Linked DNA regions of Gossypium hirsutum: region 1 is linked to region 2. Evidence: chromatin contacts called from public Hi-C data. All regions are on one chromosome and are shown on one strand. The core of a region is the stretch at or near the end of the contact, and the rest is flanking DNA. Distances in the headings are between cores, read along the strand shown. Region 1 holds the start of LOC107901163 (probable glutamate carboxypeptidase LAMP1). Region 2 holds the start of LOC107901168.

Region 1 (5,529 bases), core at 286-2,785, 150 kb before region 2:
GCAATGTCCATATATGTTTCTGAATTTACCGATCAGGCTCCTCCACTCCTTCAATAACACCCATGACGTTTTGAATTGTTGCTATGACTTGTTTCCCCTGAAAATCTCATTCAAGCAAACCAACCCATTATTGACCATTTAAGTTGTGGTTCATTTTGACAGGTTGACCTATCCGAATTCAAGTTCATCAATGCTTACATTGTACTCGAGATTCACAACTCCTGGTCCTGGTCCAACTCTGTAAGTTGGGGCATCTATGCTTCCCTGCCAATTATCTTTTGCAATTTGTCCACCAATTAACCTCAAGATTGTTTCACCATCCGCACCTGATATCGGCATCGATGGTATTAAAGGAACATCTCCACTGCTCTCCACCTCCTCAATTGACACCCTCTCACACCCTTCACTGCTAGCCCATCCAGGCGTAGTGGGGTCACCAGACCCATTATAGACTGTTCCCACCTGAATACCACTCGGCGGCATCCATTTGTCATCGGGAAACCACTTTGCATCACCTCCCCCACCTCCATAATCTTTCCTATCAGTATACACCAGTGCCCCAATAGCACCAGCTTCAAACGCATTCATCACAATGTCTCCCCTATAAATCTCTCCGTATCTCGCCAAAACCACAGTACCAGTAACGTTCACTCCCATTTCTTTCAATGTCCCGTAGTCCTCCACCCGCCCATAGTTCACATAAACCACTGGCCCGACAACCGAACCAGACTTGGCATATGCGTGGTTAGTAGGCAGCACTTCATCAGCCACATCTGCATAGGGATCACCCTCGTATATTTCCTGCTTGAGATCAAAAGTTATAGGCGGTTCTGAAGGAGAAGGTGTCAGAGTCAAGGAACGTGAATATGGGTAGGTTAATAAAACATCATAGGAGACGATATGTGCCTTGATGTTGCAGGCGGAGAGTGTTGAAAGAACATAGGATGCAGCCTCAGCGTTGGCTTGGGAGCCTGCAACATGTGGGCGGCGGGTGAGGGTGCGGAGGTGGTGAGATATGGAGGCATTATCGGACAGGGAACTGGATATAAACAGCGAGTGATAATATGATTTTGGAGGGGGAGAAAAGAGGAGAATAAAGAAAGAGGTGGCTATGGCTAGGAACGTGGCTCCGGTGGTTTTCAACATGGAAGCTTAATCGGTCTTCAATGCCTAATTCGTTTTGACTGTTGAGGTTCTATTTGGTTTTGCAATGATGGGTTGAGGAAGAAAATAGATTTAAACTACTAGATAATGATTGAATGAATGAAAATTGACATATATATGTATATATATTTATGATTTGCTGCTAACGAAGGATGATAAAATGGCAATGTTTTAGTAGCAGTGTTGGAAATTTCATATCGATATCCCTTTGTTTTTCTTGGTTTAATCTTTGGATTCTTAATTTTTGTTTTGTTGTTATGATTGGGAATGTAAGCCTAACCGTTTGATGATTCCAAACCCCATCCATTACAAAATACAAACATTGAGGTAGAAACTCTAACTCATTTGAGTTGGATTGTTTCTTCTTATCTTTCCCTAAGAGTAGCTAAGCTTGTATCCACTGATGTAGTAACGTCAACTACCAAAGGCAACTTGACATTTAGTTCATGGCAATTTTATTGATTAAATTAAGGGCTGTCTGAAAGTAGAAAGGGTAGTGTGGGTTTGGAACATTAGAACTCTTGGAAATTTGTACAGATATGATCACGGGCTTAGAGGAAGATGTCCCCTTTGGCTGCCCTTTTCCAGTTTTACAATTTACACTCAAAAAGCTTCTTTCTTTCACTCAATTTCTCTCTATATCCTCCCTCCCTGTTTTATTTTTTGAGTCAACGGGATAACTACTAATATTTTTTTTTTGGCTTCAATTCAAGAAACATGGGAGGTGGTCCTTCTGCCACGTGTCCTCCACCCTCAAATTGAATTCCAGAAATTCATCTCTATCCACTTCCAATGCTCTTTGACTTGTATGTTTGCTGGGCCTTTATATATATTATGTTTATTTTGGGCCTGCATCTGAATGCTCATTACTCATTTACCTTCTCTAACTTTAAAACTTAAATATCCATACTATTATTTAAATCTTTAATTAAATAAATATCACGAGTTAACTAGGCATCATCTCGATTTTAAAAATTAAAAAAATTATTTTTCATAATTAAAATAAATTATATTATTTAAGGATATTTTACGTTGAAAAAATTCAGTTTAGAAAATAATTTTGTTGCATGACAGAAAATTAATTTTTTTTCTAAAACCGAACTATTATGTTATTTATAGCAATAAACCCTTCACTAAATTTATACTTATATTTTGGGACAGGTGGTAAAGGAAGTTCCCAGCTTTCAACCAACGTGATCTTTTCCACTATTCTCACACCTACGCTTGCTTACAATGTAGGCTTTAATCACGAACCGATAAATACAATGAAAAATTTATTGATGCTAAAAGTCACTCTCTCAAGATTTAAAATTTATTTAGAGGAATAAATCTCACTAAATTTTGATAAAGTGTCAAAGCTTAATGTGGTGTGTCTTTTGACCTTGCCATTGGTCTCTATTTATAGAGGAAATCACAAGAATCTTAGTTGAACAAAAAAAAAACAAAACATTTTAATAGAAAAATACACCTACCCCTATTGAGAAAGACTGTGGGTGGCAACACCCTTGTTCCACCTATGGGATCTAGGGTTGCCGCTCATCATGTTACAATATGGGATTTTGGGCTCATATTGTATATTAGGTATAATTATATGTATTATCTAGTTTTTAAACCAACTCAATAATTTAATCAACCTAATAAACAAATTTCTATTCCCAACATATTATTTGTGTAAATAAATAAATTTAATTTATTTCCTAATTCAATTATTTTCTCAACCCAATTCTAACTTCATTAAAGTTATGATAACTTTTTTTGGGGTCGCAACGAAGGTATCCACTGACGGCACCATACCAAACCTCATGGTTAAATCATGACAACTTTACCATACTAGAATCTATGGCTAAATAAATTTAATTAACTTATTCAATAAAATTGTGATAACTAATTAATTTAATTTTCACTTTGAAATTTAATTATTTAATTACATTCAATTAAATAATAAATAATAATTCAAAGAAATTAATTTAATCTCTAAGTCATCTTTTGGCTTATAGCCGTGAAACACATTCACTACGAACATTGATACATACAATCCATTTCTCTAATTTGTTGTGTTCATTTATTTTCATCTCATTGATTCAAATACAAACCATCAGGTTATACTGAACTAGCGAAAGGACATATTGAACATATATAATTAGGACTCAAATAATTTGTAATTAAGTTTTGATCCTTTATCTATTGTTTGCAACATTATTTAGTCATGGAGTCATTCCACTAAAGTATCATAACTGAGCTCTTATTATTATATACCATTACGAAAACTACTTATCAAATGCTTGTCCAATGACACTGTCATATGTGTGTTACCCTCATAGGATATCCTTAATCTCTATGGGTTAAATTTGTTCACCCAGTATGATCTTATTTTATCTCATAGTAACCATTACATCTTCATTAAAAAATCAATTACTAACACATAGTAATTAAATCATTCGTCCTAAACAAATGAACCATGACCACATTACTTTTCCATCTATCATGTAATGTCAATGAGAGGATATTATTTATCCTTTATTGGGCTATGAATTCCATTATTGTAAGTGATGATATGTCATACAGAAGTCGTATACTCAACATACCAGCTTTCGGCTCTATTACCAATTGAACTCAAGCTTTCAGTACATCAATGTATACGTGTCACGCACACATAGTCCGTCACTTACTCAGGATTGAGGTAAGTCAAACTATGAATAAAATGTAGTTATTTAAGCATTTTAATATGGTAAAGTCATTATGACTTTACCATATTAATGGGATCAAAATACATATGTCGGCCTTAAAGTGACCTAAAAAAGGTCAGTAGGTGGATGGATCGTATGATAAGCACTCATTGTCGCATAAGCAAGCAAAGGAATTATTTTTGCCTAAAAGATTGGTGATTGATGAAAATCCTCAAATTGACGAGAACTAAAATTTCTTAGTTGTCAATTCACTTATTTGCCTAAAAGAGAGAGAACATGTTCAGGAATTATTTTTCTTTATAGAGTTCCGATTCAATACTTCTGTTTAAGTTAAGAATGATGCCCACACATTGTGTGATCTGTGAGTTAGATAATAGTGGAGAAGATCGAATTGATTAAAAGCAAAGATTGAAGTTTGAGATTAATCACTAAGTTTCACGGAGGTAACTTTGACTTGAATTTATGAGACCTTCAAATAATTTTTTTAGACGATTCTTGTCCCAAATCATATATCTTCGAGTCCTCTTTGAAAACAATTTTTTTAACCACTTGATTTTGAGGCCTGTAGCCCCAGATATGGTTACCTTCATAAAAGAGGGTAGTTCCCTACGGAAAGTTCGAGGTCAATCAAAATAAACTTCTCCAACTTGCCAAAGCGGATCAAAAAATAACTAGGTTGTAACACCCCTATACTTGGGTCGACCCAATGAACCTGATATAGGAATATTACATTTGGTGCCAAAGTGATTTTGGCTAATCACTAATATATTTGAACATTAAAAATAAATAAATTTTTATAACTTATATTTTAGTCCCTACTACTTGAAACACACTTGATCTTCCTAAGTACATGTCATTCTATTCAAAATTTTGAAACATACCCTCTTGGCACTTGGAGATGTGATGAGATAGAGCTCACAACCTCAATTACAACTCTTCAAAATCACTGTACCTAATTTGCGCACGGAAAACAAAATCGTACGCTGAGTAAAACTCAGTGGTATTTCTATAATTTGAATATTTAAGGATAAGAAATTACAAATATACAATTGAAATAGAAACATATATTAATATTTAAATATTATAACAACCATATCATATTTCATTTGTTTCACAAATATCTTAATTCTTATACTAGCTATATAAATAGTTTTTCACAATTTATTTCACATTTCATTATACAATTGCATTATCCATTCCATATTCGTTTCATAAGTATATAACTCATATATTCCATAAAATTTCAACATATTTCACATTCTATTTTCAATTCACTATTTCACTTCCATTTCTCATACCATGCCATTTCGATATCAATTATAAAACTTTATTATTCCTTTACCCCTATTAACACAACTCAGAATCGGATGGATACGTGGATCCAACCAAAACACACCAGTTTGGCACCCAGTGCCTCATCGGATAATTCAAAGTAATAAATTAACACCTAGTGTCTCATCGGCTAAACCGAAGTAAATTGGCACCCAGTGCCTCATCGAATTAATTTGAAGTAGTAAATTAACACAGTAATAGCTCGGTTTTAGTTAAATCAGAATAGTGGTTTCGAAACTACAAATTTGAGGTCAAAAAATTATTTTAATATTATTTTTGGTATTACATCATGTGATTATATATGTGTGAAATTTTCGTAAAGAAATTTTACTGTTTGAATGCTTAA
Region 2 (5,555 bases), core at 160-2,659:
TAAATACTAAATCTTCTAGAAATAAGATATATTTTATTTAACTTGACTTGTAAGCAATCTCTTAGAATTTGGGTCACACAACTCTAATAGGGATTGTTCTAAAGAGAAAAATATAACGGAAAGAGATAAACAAAGAAGTTGAATAGAATTTTAATTTTTGGTAATAGTCACTCAACTTTGATTTCTTTTTCTGCCCAGTTAGGGTTTTTTTGGGGGTTGCTTAAATGACGACATAGGCTCCAATGTGATTGGTTAAATGCCACATCAATTTGCAGTTACGTCTGTAATGGAAAATGGTTAGTATGGCCGATTTGTTATTTTTTAAAAATTGAGAGACTATTTTATCATTGAGATCAAAGTTGAATGACTGTTGGTGTAATTTACCTTTAAATTAAATATTCATACTCTCAAAATTAAAAATAAAAACTCTCGTTTTTTCCCTTTCAAATTTTGTATTTCTCTTTGCAATTTTTTAATAAGTTAACATTGATATATTGACGTTGTTTTTTAATTGCACAAGCAACTTAAAAAATTGATAACATTTAAAAAAATTGATAATATTTATTTTTTAAATATTTTGTCATATATTTTTAGGACACTTGTCAATCCTTTGACTCTACTCGTAGAGTTTAAAAACTCTGCTAGTAATGTGTGAAATACGTTCTCTTTTTTAATTTAATATTCTATACATTTTATCAGTGAATATCTGAATTAAAAATAATCATATTACGATTATTTATAATAAAAATAAGCTTTTAAAATTTGGGATTCAAGTTTGAGGATCATTTGTATAAATAATGTGGGAGTAAATTGATTTTGAGTTTACGTTAATTTATTACGTTAATTATTCAACGATTATAATTATTGATTGTAATGTTAATTATTAATATAAATTTAGAGAAAATTATGCACTACAATATTTAGGTTTTTAGGGTAATTTCCATAGCCAATTTTTTTGATAAACAATTGTCACAATTAATCAAGTAATAATATTTTATATGAAATATATAATACCAATAGTAATCTACCTAATACATGAGCTGTTGTCAGCAAAACTGCTATAATAATATTAAATCTCAATTAATATAATGATTTTACCTAATATAATTATTATTAATTGTTAATTTAACGAATTTGAAAATCCAAAAAAAACTTAAATAGAACATGCCGTCATTTTAACGAAAGCGAAAGGCGAAGATTCGGATAATTTGGATCCTAAATGCAGCATCTTTTTAAAAAAAAAAAAAACAAAAATTCAGAAAAGCAAAAAAGAAAGAATGGGGGCACGTGACAGCTAGCATGTGGGTCCAAATAATCCTCTATGGCTCTATGCCTCTATGCAATCACCCAATCTCTGATTTTATTTTATTTTATTTTTTTATTTTCAGTTTTCGTTTAATTTTGTGAATAACGAAACCCATCTAACGGTCTCTCCCTCTTCTGTTTTTTTTTTTAATATCGTTTTATAGAATGCGATTTTCGTTACTATTTTTTTCATCATTAAAAAGGAAAAAAGAAAGAGGATTTATGAATGTGGTGGGTTAATCACCTTTCTTTTTTCTTTTGATTGTATTCGTAGTTATTAAAAAAAAAAAAGATTTACGCGCTCTCTTACTCTTACCGTCTGCTCTCTCTCTCTCTCTCTCTCTCTCTCTCTCTTATTTCCTTTCTCCCGGGGTTCCTCCGACGCACGACGGAGGGAGAGAAAGAAAGAGCCCACAACTTTCAAAAGTTGAATTTCTGGGGCTTTTTTAAATTTTCTTTTTTCTTGTGTGGTCGATTTTCAGTTTAGCTAGTTAGATAGGTTGGATTGAGAGGGAGGGAAGAGCAGAAGAAAATAAATAGAATAGAAATGTCAGCGGCATTGGACCCTGTCGATTGGCTTCTCTTCTCTCTCAGTAGAGCTTTCCGTAGTCCTCTTGCTGTTTTTGTTCAGATCCAGGTTTGTTCTTCTTTTCTCTTTCGAAACCATTTCCTTCCTTTGATTCCGCGTTACACGAAGTCTGATTTTTTGTATATTTTTCGCCTTTTCGGTGTTTGGATAGCTCTAGCGACTAGCATGTTGATTTTTTCCCCTTTCTTTAATCTGAGCTTCAAAAAAAAATAAAAATTAAACCTTATTTTACGTCTTTCCGCGGACATTAATTGGATGTTTGGTTAGTTTCTCAGCTTTGTATCTTATCTACAACTAGCTTTTTTATTTTAATCTAATTTTTAAGATTTAGAGTCTGCACCTTAAAAAGATTATGATTTCCTTTTACAATGAAGGCGCTGGCTTTTCATTACTATTGGATCTCGGTGGTTATGTCTAGAACTGAAAGCTAAATCTCTTTGATTTTTACTCTCTCTCTCTCTCTTTTTTATTTACCAGAAAAGAAAAGAGAGAAAAGAATACTGTTTGTGACATAATTGAAATGAAATGTTTGGAATTTGGTCAGAGTGGTGGCTGTTATGAAAATAGTTGGCAATGTATCTTGTAATGATTGCAAATTTTGTAATTTAAATACCTTGATTCTGCACCGATTATGTAATTTGTAGTATTGAGACAGCAAAGAGTTTTATTAAGCTCTGAATTGAGCTTTGTTTATTATAGGCTTATAGCATTAGAATCAAATGGAGTAGGAAGCTCCTTTTCCTAAATATGTTTTCTCTATATCACGGGACTTTTGTTTTAGTTTACTGATTTGTTTATGTTGTTTGAGGGAAGGATGACATGTCAGTTAATGTAACAAGGGTCGTCTCATTGGATGGCAAAGGAAATGAGTTTTTAACCAATAGTTTATAAAAAAGAAAAGCTATTGAAACATCCTTATTTTTATTAATTACCAATTACAACTTTTGAAGGAACTACAATGTTTGACAAATTCATGTTATCTATTCTGCTAGCTGATGTTCTTCTATTTTTAACTAGTGCCTTTCTTTTAACTTCACAATCATTCCATTTATCTACTTTATGAATACAGAACTTTGATTGTTATATATCAGTTGCCTCTCTTTATCTGCCCGTTTAAACTTCAAAAAGGTTACCAATCCGAATGCTTTGTATATGATGTAGGGATGTGTAATATGCTTGACTCTTGCTATTGGGTGGGCTTTTGCTGCTTATGTCAGGTACATGGTTTTAAGAGAATTTAAAAAAGCAGGCTGCTTGCTGCCATAACCATTCTATGTTGTCTTATGACCTAGAAACTTTCCTATTTCATTTATATATACCTGCATTCTTTGCCCTTTACAGGAACAGAGAGATCAATAGAATGAAGGATGCCATGAAATGTGGCAATAGCTTTGCTTTTTTGTGCCATGATATTAATGAACTTGAGCACTCTAATCAGGTCAATCTACCAAGAGTTACAGTCGTGATGCCTTTAAAAGGTTTTGGAGAACATAATCTGCACAACTGGAAGAGTCAGGTGAGTATTTTATGGTCTGGCTAACACTAAGCTTTAGGTGTCCTTTTAGTGCATTCTAAAGAAGCATGCATTTACCTATTCCTTGTCCACATTTTGTTCATCAGAAAATGGAAAACTGAACTAAATCTCTCTCCTTTATATTTTTTTTCATATTGCTCTGAGAATTTTCATGTTTGCAATAGGCAATTTTCTGAAGTATTTGTTTAATGTCAATGGAAGCAGATCACATCTCTCTATGGTGGTCCTCTAGAATTTCTTTTTGTGGTGGAAAGTACTGAAGATCCCGCTTACCATGCTGTATCTCGGTTAATAAGGGATTTTAAGGTATACTAAAATTTGCTTTCTGATTATATTGACAAAAAAGTCAAATAGTTTTTTTTTATTAATCTATATCCTTTATTCCCCTTTCACTGAAAACCCTGGGTACTCAATGCTTGCCCCTTGTTTCATGCAAGTGTTAGGGGGCATCATTTGAGTGTCTTCTCTGTGGCTTTACTTCTTGCCTTCCTGATTTCATTGCATGTTTTTCTGCGCAGGATGATGTTGATGCTAAAATCATTCTGGCTGGTTTGTCAACAACCTGTAGTCAGAAAATACATAACCAGCTGGTACATAATAACTTTACCAAATTGTTAAACAGATTTTGCAAATGATCTCGCCTTTTATTCTTGTATTAGTATTATGTTTAAACTATAAAATTGTCAGTCTCACTTGTACTCAGTGAAGAATTATGTTACTCCACAATTATTTAAAGTCTGTCCTTGTATGTTGTTAACATCTCTTTGCTAGAAGTGTATTCAACGTATTATGTCATTTGGTATTTCTTTTGAAGGTTGGGGTGGAAAGAATGCATAAAGATACCAAGTATGTATTATTTTTGGATGATGATGTTATGCTTCACCCTGGATCAATTGGAGCCCTCACTGCTGAGATGGAAAAGAATCCTGAGGTATGTTGCTCACAGCAATATACATTAAATCAAAATAATTAACTTTTTTTCTGAACTGTTGATCTCTTTTGTGGTATTCATGTTATTGGCAATGGCGTGCAGATATTTATTCAAACTGGATACCCTCTTGATTTACCGTCTGGAAGTTTAGGGAGTTACTGCATCTATGAATACCATATGGTATGATGCCATCTACGACTTATTTTCTCTTCCCAAGATTTTGTATATACCTGACCATATATTATTTTCGGATAACTTGAATTGTATTTATACAAGAGAGCAGTGAAAAACCAGCCATCAAAACAACAGTACAACAAGAAATAAAGCAATTAGTGACTAACACCTAAGTCAACCGTCCAATTATTTCATAAAATATGGATTTAATGGGGGAGTCAGGCACTAATAACTTTTTTGTATATGGTGTACTGTTTTGTTGTTGTCCTAATGTCAAAATCTATCAGCAACACCTGTAGATAAGTTGCACCTTTGATTGCTAGCTGAGCAACCCTGCTTTCCTCCCTAAATATTAAACACACATTAATTCGTGTACTCCTACTCATCAAATATTTTGTTTCTACAGCCTTGCTCTATGGGATTTGCCACCGGTGGGAAAACATTTTTTCTTTGGGGAGGGTGTATGATGGTAAGTAGCCCCCCCCCACCCCTATTGTTTTCAGTGCATCCTGTGCAAAATTGAAGGATTATTTCTGATTCTTCTAGATTGTTTTTCAGATGCACGCTGACGATTTTAGACGTGACAATTATGGTGTGGTCTCAGGACTTCGAGATGGTGGATACTCTGATGATATGACACTAGCTGCTATAGCGGGTAATCTAGTCTCTGTTAGCTGTTTTAGTATACTAATATATCTGTTGATATTAGAATTAAAGCTTTTTATACTCATAGACTTGCAGCCTTTAACTGCTCATGATTGTCTCTTCTCAGGAGCCCACAAGAGGCTTATTACGTCCCCTCCTGTAGCTGTTTTTCCTCATCCTCTTGCAAGTGATCTCAGTTTCTCTAGGTTTGTGAATTTTACCTGTTAAGCTGATCTATTATATGCAAATCCTTCTTGACTTGGACTTGTTGTCCAGGTACTGGAATTACTTGAGGAAGCAAACATTTGTTTTGGAATCATACATAAGCAGGGTTAATTGGCTAATGAATAGAGGACTGTTTTCATTCCATTGTTATC

Evidence for each region. Hi-C and Micro-C count contacts between places; a contact is called where the count stands out from the background.
Region 1: a contact with region 2 is called in a Hi-C map of leaf, with 1.9 times the contacts expected there. The contact joins the promoter of LOC107901163 here to the promoter of LOC107901168 in region 2. A contact is called at or near these places in 4 of 34 Hi-C or Micro-C datasets (callus and leaf).

What each region holds. Positions count from the first base shown.
Region 1 is chrD06:12,327,660-12,333,188 of Gossypium_hirsutum_v2.1, reverse strand. It overlaps LOC107901163 (probable glutamate carboxypeptidase LAMP1), which reads right to left and starts at 1,535. Exons shown (of 12, transcript XM_016827057.2): 1 at 199-1,535; 2 at 30-97. The coding sequence starts at 1,146.
Region 2 is chrD06:12,181,277-12,186,831 of Gossypium_hirsutum_v2.1, reverse strand. LOC107901168 reads left to right here and starts at 1,409. Exons shown (of 14, transcript XM_016827063.2): 1 at 1,409-1,942; 2 at 3,056-3,111; 3 at 3,236-3,410; 4 at 3,633-3,734; 5 at 3,947-4,018; 6 at 4,243-4,359; 7 at 4,462-4,539; 8 at 4,940-5,002; 9 at 5,092-5,188; 10 at 5,306-5,384; 11 at 5,455-5,555. The coding sequence starts at 1,853.